2 separate regions of the Canis lupus genome follow, and region 1 is linked to region 2. A link is a contact called in public Hi-C data. All regions are on one chromosome and are shown on one strand. Each heading gives the region's core, a stretch centred on a gene start, on an enhancer-like site or on the middle of the called end of the contact. The rest is flanking DNA. Distances are from core to core; before and after follow the strand shown. Region 1 overlaps SKI (ski oncogene). Region 2 holds the start of SKI (ski oncogene).

What was found. A called contact is a pair of places that touch in the nucleus more often than the background predicts.
Region 1: a contact with region 2 is called in a Hi-C map of blood, with 2.9 times the contacts expected there. The contact joins the enhancer-like site here to the promoter of SKI in region 2. A contact is called at or near these places in 3 of 9 Hi-C or Micro-C datasets (amygdala and blood).

What each region holds. Positions count from the first base shown.
Region 1 is chr5:57,663,918-57,668,477 of UU_Cfam_GSD_1.0, reverse strand. The region is part of intron 1 of SKI (ski oncogene); the gene reads right to left. Among named protein-coding and RNA genes, the nearest start is that of SKI, 45 kb to the right of the region's middle. Within about 2 kb of position 3,202, at least 9 of the 20 cell types and tissues checked have an H3K27ac peak or open chromatin away from gene starts, as enhancers often do. A contact at or near this core is called in blood, where this site is marked.
Region 2 is chr5:57,619,399-57,623,706 of UU_Cfam_GSD_1.0, reverse strand. It overlaps SKI (ski oncogene), which reads right to left and starts at 2,569. Exons shown (of 7, transcript XM_038537690.1): 1 at 1,570-2,569. The coding sequence starts at 2,538.

The sequences.
Region 1 (4,560 bases), core at 1,953-4,452, 44 kb before region 2:
TCCACTCACAAGAGGACATGCAGTCTTGTCTCCACAGAGGAGGAAAGTCTGCCAGGCCCCCCAGAGCCTAACACTTGCATGAGGAGCTGAGAACCCCGTAGGCCATCTGACCCCCCACAGTAGCTCTGGAGGCAGGAGGGCAGTAGGAAAAGGGGTCTGGGGAAGCCCACCCTCTGGCACTCACAAGCTAGACCTCTGGTCACTGACTTTTTAATCTAAAAGGAAGATATTCCTCAGGCTGGCTCTATGGGCATGCAGTGTGTGCACTGGGTTTAATGCTCTGGAATTCTCAATCTTATCTTTGATAAAATGTGGTTTATGACTGAAGTCCGATGGGAGAACAGAGCATGTGTGGAGCCAGTGAGACTCACAGAAGGGAAAGGGGAAGAGTGACACCCAGAACAAGCACAGGTGCCCCCAATCCCAGGAGGCCAGTGCACCCTCTCTCCCAGCCAGGGCCCATCCTCTGAGCCCAGCAGGACATGTGGGGGGCAGGGGGCACGGCTCTCTCACTCTAGCCCGCTCCCTGAAGGAGGGCACTGGGGGCACATGTGTTGCAGGAAGTGACCAAGAAACCACCGAGTCAGCTCCATGCTGTTTCCACTGTTCCGGGTAAGGAGGAAATATACATGCATGTTCAAAGCACAAAACACAACCATGCGACTCCAGTGACCTTGCATCCAAGTTAGTGGCTCTTGAGTTTGCATTTAAAACTGGCACCCCGGGCAGCCTGGGTGGCTCAGCGGTTTAGCTCCACCTTCAGCCCAGGGCGTGATCCTGGAGACCCGGGATCGAGTCCCACATCGGGCTCCCTACATGGAGCCTGCTTCTCCCTCTGCCTGTGTCTCTGCCTCTCTCTATGTCTCTCCCATGAATAAATAAATAAAAATCTAAAAAACAAACAAACAAACAAACCTGGCACCCCATGATATATAAAGATCAACAGTACAACCTGGGGCAGGAATTTAAACTTTCGATTATTCCTTCCTTGAAATGACATTAAATAGCAATACAGATCAGCAGGACGAGTTGAAAGACTGCAAAAAAAGGGAACACGTTTGCATTCTAGTGGCTTTTGCATTTTCCTCCTGCTTCCCAGAACCAGGCCCCAAATGCTCGATTCATACCACCACCACAGATCCTGCAGTCACACCACCTCGGCCATAGCCACACAGTCCCCAAGGAACCCAGGCAGAGGCTTCCCACCGACAGCAGACTCCAGCCAACCCACAGGCATCCGTGAGTGGTACCCCAGAAGCCTCCCAGGCCAGAGCCTGGCAGCTGAACCTCCCCTCACCCCAGACACAAGACCCTGGGGGGACATTTTCTAATCCACTAGACAACAAAATCTTCTGAAGGATGAGTCTTAAGCCCACTTGTTAACACCTTGCAAATGCATGTGGAGAACCAGCTGATGACTGGAGAGTATTCAGTGAAGCCCACAGTCCACCATAGCCCCAGCTCAGGATGCCCAGGCCATTGTTTCCACTGATACTACTCCCCGCCAGCTCTGAAGGGGAGCCGGAGCATGACACACTTCATCAAGCTCAAGACTCAAGAACATTCCAGTGGGACCACAAAGGAATAAAACTATACATCAGCAAGATCAATGTTTTCTGGGGCACCTGGGTGGCTCTGTGGTTGAGCGTCTGCCTTTGGCTCAAGGTGTGATCCTGGGGTCCTGGGATCAAGTCCCAAATCAAGCTCCCCACAGGGACCCTGCTTCTCCCTCTGCCTGTGTCCCTCATTAATAAATACAATCTTTAAAAAAAAAAAAAATAAGAGATTTTCTGTGCTCTAATTAAAGTTAAAAGGAGGGCAGCCCGGGTGGCTCAGTGGTTTAGCACTGCCTTCAGCCCAGAGTGTGATCCTGGAGTCCCACATCAGGCTCCCTGCATGGAGCCTGCTTCTCCTTCTGCCTCTGCCTTTCTCTCTTGAATAAATAAAATCTTTTTTAAAAATTAAATTAAAAAAATAAAATTAAAAGTAAAAATGTTTTTTCTTTTTATCACCAGAAAGGCCTAATCTGGGGATGTATTTGTAAAGAAAAGCATGTGGGGATCCCTAGGTGGCGCAGCGGTTTGGCGCCTGCCTTTGGCCCAGGGTGCGATCCTGGAGACCCGGGATCGAATCCCACGTCGGGCTCCTGGTGCGTGGAGCCTGCTTCTCCCTCTGCCTATGTCTCTGCCTCTCTCTCTTTCTCTCTTTGTGACTATCATAAATAAATAAAATTTTTTTAAAATTAAAAAAAAAAGAAAAGAAAAGAAAAGAAAAGAAAAGAAAAGAAAGAAAAGAAAAAGAAAAGAAAAGAAAAGAAGAAAAGCATGTGTGTTGTCCCTCAACTCCCCTCTCTACACTAGACACTGATGAGGACAGTCTCAGAAAGGACATCTGAGCATGACTCCCACTCCGCAGGCTGCAGGCTGTCAGGTCAACAGGCCCCCAGAGGAGGGCCACATCTGCACCCACCACTACACCTCCAGACCACCTGGGGGTGGAAGGGAACAGAAGGAAACCAACCCAAACCTGCATGGTCAGCCGACACCCTGCCACAGGGCAGGTGCCACATTAGGGGTCTGGGCCCTGGAGGGGCTCTTAGGAGGGGAGATGAGCATGGTGACACACATTGGGCCCCTTACCTTGGCAGTGGCTGTCATGTCCATACATGCAAATGGCCCTGAGCAAAGCACAGTGACCAGAGCCAAGCAAGGAGGCTGAGGCAGGTGGGAAGTGTGTGCAGAAAGGAAGATACTTCTTGCTCATTACCATGGCACAGCAAAGCCCCGACCCTTGTGCAATGATCTCCACTCAGCTGGGCAGTCCCACCAGCAGGAGATGGGTTCCAGGGTGGCTGCCCCCCATTCAGCAGCTGCCTAGGGCTACCCCTCGCCCCCAGGCCAGGGTGGCAAAGGAGGCCAGGGTGTGGAGGAGAGACCGTGTGTGAACTGTGTCCCTGAGCTGCTCCTGGCCATTACAGCAGCTCTAGAAGCGACCACTTTCACCTTCCCAGCCAGGAAGTGGAAATGCGAGGCCAGCCCCGCCCACACGCCTGCTGTGTTTTGCTTTCCCAGCACCCGCCTCCCAGCCGCACACCACCCCCCCAGCTCCCGCCCTGTTTTCTCTCCATAGAAACCGACACAACAGCCCAAGTGGACAGGGGGGGCGCTGCCGGGCCACAGGGCCGCCTCCACTTCCGGGCTGTGGCAAGAAGGCTGGCCAAGGACCAGCAGAGTCACCACTAGTGCGTCCCGAGCGCCGGAGGGTGAGAGGCGGCTCGAGGGTCCTCAGAGGAGGGCGTCCTAGACTCGGACACAGCCAGCAGGAGCTCAGAGGCCAGCACCAAACCACCAGGGCTCAGACCAGCGCACAGAAAAGCAGAGCCACCAGTAGGGGTCCCCAACAATGTGAATTCTCCCTCGGAAACAGACACACAGCATACTCTGCAAAATGCACGTGTCACCCTCACACTTTGGCAAGCTGGGACCAAGTTCTCCAGGGGGATCCAGCCCCTTCTGTCTGAGGTTCAGTCACTGCCAGGTGGGTGGAGCCGGACAGGGGACAAGAGGCTCTGACAGGCCTTGGGCCAGCACTGGTCACGGCTGGGGAGGTGGCTGTGTGGGTCAGAACAGGCCCAGGTGGGCACTGGCCCAGAGGGACCCGGAGGAGAGCCAGGACTGTGTGCGTCACAGAAGCCTCAGCCAGGGGCCCAGAGTGAAGGATTCAGACCACTTTCTCATCTGAAAATTGGGTTGACACAGGCTCTGCTATCTTAGAACAGCCAAGAGCAAAGAGAATGTAGCAGCATTCCTGGAAACCACCAACTCAAAACATGTCCCGCCATACAACAGGAACCACAATGTTTAAAACACAACACCTCCCTAAACTTCAAAATTCTTCACAAAGTGCAAACAGGTTAATAGGTCCAAGACCCCAAGACTCCCTTCCTGATGGCCCAAGGACAGGCTCCCGGCCCCTGCAGGAGAGGGGGGCTGGCAGCAAGCCCCCCCCCCCCCCAGGATGCAGGCCTGGCAGACGGAGGCAGCTTGGCTCAGGGCACCAAGGTATTCACTGAGACTGCCAGGCCAGCGTTCAGTGATATCCCTGCACTGGGAGACCTGGCCCAGCACTTGACCACACACTACCTCACTGGCCTATGCCAACACTAGCCTGGTGTCTGCCCACCCTCCTACCACTGCATGAAGCCAAAGACCACATGGGGAAGGGTGGGGTCTCCCAGGAAAGAATTTGGCAGAGCGGGGCAGCCCAGCTGGAGAGCAAGGCCAAGAGCCCTCCTGCACCTTCTCCTCAGCAGAGGATGAGGGCGACTGGGAGCCCCCGCCGCCCCAGTCCCTGGAATAAAGGGTGGAGGGCTGCGGACAGTGTCAGAGCCAGTGGGCATGGAAAAAAGGGATTTCGGTGGTTTGGGAGAGCCCTACCTACCACAGTCAGCAGAGGCTGACCCTTGACCCCTGGGGTCCAGCCTGGTTCCACCTGAGCACTGACCCTCACTTCCTCTGATATTGTGTTCCAATCATTTAATTAGACAGATTAAGGTCTCTC
Region 2 (4,308 bases), core at 1,320-3,819:
CCCACCCCCTCTGGAGGCAAATGGCCTGCCATGGCCTGGGCCAGGAACTGCAGCCTGTGCCTACCACAATCCTGCACACAAGACTCCCACAAGCCACAGTGGCTGTGGTAGGTAGAGGCACCCCGAACAGAAAAGTCCCCATTCACGTCGGGTGCCCATCACGCCACCCATCACCAACTCATCCAAAATCAAAGGCTTGGGCCTTTCCTGCCAATACCCTCCCCTACTCAGACACTCCCTCCCACCCAAGCCCTGCCCCAGTCTGCAGACAGCTGCCACCTGGGCAGCGGCAAAGCTGAGGGCAGAAATGCCATGGAACACACGTGCACGCGCGCACACGACAGCCCCTCTGAGCACAGGCACCCAGCCCCTCCATCCCCAGCCCCTCCTCTGCTCACCGAGACTCTGACACTCCGCTGGAGGGGCGCCCAGAGAAAACCGGGCGGGAGCATCTATTCACAGATTTAGAAAAAAAAAAAAAGTTTGATGCAGTAGTTGAATTAATTAGGCCTCCTCAGAATAGCTGAGCCAATGCAGCATTCTGTGTATGCAATTTAATAAGCCTGGATATTTAAAAGAAAAGTTACAAATACTTGGGGAGGGGAAGACACCGAGAAGTTGGTGAAGACCCCAATGAGAGGTTTCACCGTCCAGTCGCCCAGGAGCTGCCCAGCCAGATCACACGGATCACATCCTCCGCCTGGCAAACAACAGAGCCTCGGCCAGTGGCCCTCCCCCGCCCTGCAGCATTTGAGAGAGAGGGAGACAAGGAAACGGGCGTGTCCAAAACAAATCGCAGGCCACGAGCTACTCCTACTCAGGGCCCAGGTGCCCGCTGACCAGGCCCCAAGCCCAGGGCCAATCAGCCCTTGCCCCCACATGGGGGACTCTGGGATTCACACCCTGGCAGGCCCAGGGAAACGCACAGAACTGGAGTCACCGAGTCTCGGCCCCCTGCCACTGTGGCCTGGACACCTGGCTGCATTTCTGAGCCTGTCTCCCAAGACTTCAAGGCACAAACCGGCCCTGCCAGGCCCAGTTCTGTCTGCTGAGGACCACTGGCAGGCACCCTTCTGTGTGCGAGCCTAGGGGCCCACCGGGTCTGCACCCCTCCTCACAGTGGCCCGAGGAAGGCCTAGGCCTGAGGCTGCAGCCTGGGCCCGCCCGGATCTCACTTCTCAGTTCTCTGGGGGCAAGAGTGTCTGAGTATTGGAGCCGAGCCTCCCGCCATTCCTAAGCCCATCAGGGCAATGGCTGTGGGCCTTGGGAATGCTTCTCCAGCCACCAGGCCGAACCCCTAGGGCCCCTGTCCCAAGCAAGCTGGCTCATCACAGGGGTCGAGCAAAAGGACCTTCCTACACAGCCACGACTAGGGAGGGACCCAACACAACCCTGAACTTCCTTAAATCAAATCCAAACCCCAAGACAAGCCCCAAGCTGCACACACAGAGCCCCTGGCCCAGGAGGGCCCCCCAGCCTTTCCCCAGGACCCAGCCCTCCCAGCTTCCAGGCCCTGGGGCCCAGAGCACCCAGCGTCCTCCCATGGCCCCAGCCAGCAGGGTCACTCACCCGGGGCACCCGCCGCTTGTACTTGTTGCCATAGTCAAACTTCTCCTTCACGTCGTCCAGGCAGCGGCCAAGGCGTGCCTGCTCCTCCTTGCCCGTGTAGTCCTGGCTCAGCAGGATGTACGCCCGCCAGTTGGCCGAGTCGAATCCCCAGTGGCAGGTCCGGTTCTCCAGCGCCTTGTGCGAGTGCACGACGAACTTGTGCGGGGGGTACATGAGGCGGCAGTCGAGGCACTGGATGCATGCGGCACTCGGGCTGCTGTAGAGCTCGGGCACCAGCAGCCCCTTGCACTTGCCGAAGCACTCGTGGTACACACGCACGCTGCGCTCGCTGAGCTCCAGGCCCAGCGCCAGACTGGCGGCCAGCTCCTTCTTGCAGGGCGGCGGGTAGGCGCCGCCGTATAGCAGCGCGTTGCACAGGCGCTCGGCGTCCGTCTTGGTGATGAGCCCGCACGAGGGCGCCGAGAAGGGCAGGATGCCCATGACTTTGAGGATCTCCAACTGGTCCGCCGTGCAGCGCGAGCAATAGATGTGCAGCTCGTCGCACACCGAGTTGATCTGCTGCAGCGAGAAGTCGCGCAGCACCGAGTTGAGGATCTGCGGCAGGCACAGGCGCTTCTCGCCGCCCACCACGAAGCACGAGATGGTCTCGCCCTCCAGCACGGTCTCGCAGCGCTCAGTGGAGCGGTCGGACGGCATGAAGAAGGGCCCGGGGAGCACGGGCGGCGGCGGCTGGATGGCTGGCAGGTGCAGCACGGGCGGCGGCTCGGCGGCCGCGGGGACCGGCGCCGGAACGGCAGCCGCGCTGGCCTCCTTGGCGCTCTCCTTCTTGTAGGCCTCCTGCGCCCAGCGCGCCGAGAAGGCGGCCGGGCCGCCCAGCGAGCTCATAGAGCTCAGGTGGAACTGCTCCAGCGTCTTCTGCAGCCCCGGGTGCGGCTGGAAGCCGCCGCGGCCGCCCGCCGCCGCCTCCATGGTGCGCTCCGGCTCCCCGGGCCGCTCCCGCTCCCGCGCGCCGGGGCCCCCGCGGCCCCCGCCGCCGCCCCGCGAGCCCCGGCGGCGCCCCCGGCCCCGGCCCCGGCCCCCCCCCGCCGCCGCCGCCGCCGCCGCCGCCGGCTCCCGGCCGATCACGGCCGAGGCCTCGGCCTCGCCCGGGGGCGCGAAGGGGTAGGCGGGCGGGGCGAAGGGGTCCCGCCGCTGGAGCCCGCCGGCGCCCGGGCCCGGCGCCACATCCACGCGCCCCGCGCCGCGCCCGCCGCCGCCGCCGCCGCCCGGGCCCCCCGCGCGCCCCCCGCGCGCCCCCCGGGCCCTAGGCGCGGGGCATGCCCCTGCGCGCGCCGCCAACGCCAACGCCAACGCTCGCGGGCCCGGGGCTCGCGGGGGGCGCGCGGGCAGGTGCCGGCGCCGCGAGGCGCGAATCGCCGCGGCGGCCGAGGCCGAGGGGCCCGGGAGGAGCGGGGGCGCGGGCGCGGGGCCCGCCGGGCCGTCCTCGCGCGGCGCGCCGCCGCCGCCCCGCTCCTCCCACCGCGCGGCGCCCGCCCGGCTCGTCCCGGCGGCGCTGGCCGGCCGCGTCGCGCCCGCCGCCGGCCGCCCCGGCCCGGCCCGCGCCCACCCCGCCGCCGGCGCCCGGCTCCGCGGCCCGCCCGCCCGCCTGCGCGCGGCTTCCGGGGCGGCGGGAGCGCCTGTGGCGGCGGCCCTCAGAGCGCGGCGGCGGCGGCAGCGGCGGCGGCGGCGGCGGCGGCGGCGGCGGCGGAGGCGCGGGGCTCGGCGCACATCCTCCCGGCGGCTCGCTCCGGCTCGGACTGAGCGCGGAGCGCTGAGCTCACGCCGCCGCCCCGCCCCGCGCCGCCCCGCCCCGCCCCGCGCCGCCGCCCCGCCCCTCGCGCCGTCTGGAGCCGCGCGTCCGCCTCAGCCGAGCGCCGGCCAGGAATGCGACCGCCTCCCGGCCTGGCTCTTCCAAGAACGCGCGCTTCCCCCTCCCCCGCCGCCGCCCCGCCCGCGGCTCGGGCCGACTCGGCCGCCTTCGGGCCGGCCCGCCAGGAACTCGGCTCCGCTCGGCCGCGATTCGGCTCCGCTCGGCCCCGCCCGCCCGGGACTCGGCCCCGCTCGGCCCCGCTCGGCGCCGCTCGGCCCCGCTCGGCCCCGCTCGGCCCCGCTCGGCGCCGCTCGGCCCCGCTCGGCGCTGCTCGGCCCCGCCCGCCGGAAGGGCGCTCGGCGGGGGCAGTGGCGGCGCCCGGGGCCCCCCCTTCCGGCCGAGGCCGCTTCCTGCGCGGCTGGGAAGGCGCCCGTGCTGCCGCCGCCGCCGTCGCCGCCGTCACCGCTGCCGGGCCCAGAAACCCACACGCGGCCCCCGCCACAACCGCAGACCCGCGGAGGGGCGGGCAGGACGGCGGCCTGCGCGGCCTCCACCGCACACCTCGCGGATCCGGCAGGACGGGGACCCCACATAGCGCGCGACCCGGGCCTCCTGGAAGGACGAGGACGCCAGTGGGTTCCCACGCGTTAGGACTGACCCTCCCGGGAGCACCCCGCGCAAGCAGACACGATGCACCGTGTCCCAGGGCTCCCCCGCACGTGCAGGCCCCACACGGCCTCCACCCCACGACCCTGCTCCCAGATCCGGCACCCGGGTCCCCGCACACGGATCCTGCACCCTGGTCCCCGAATCCCACCACCCTGCACCTGGGTCCCCACACACAGATCCTGCACCTGGGTCCCCGCACACGGTGTCCCACTGCAGGACTT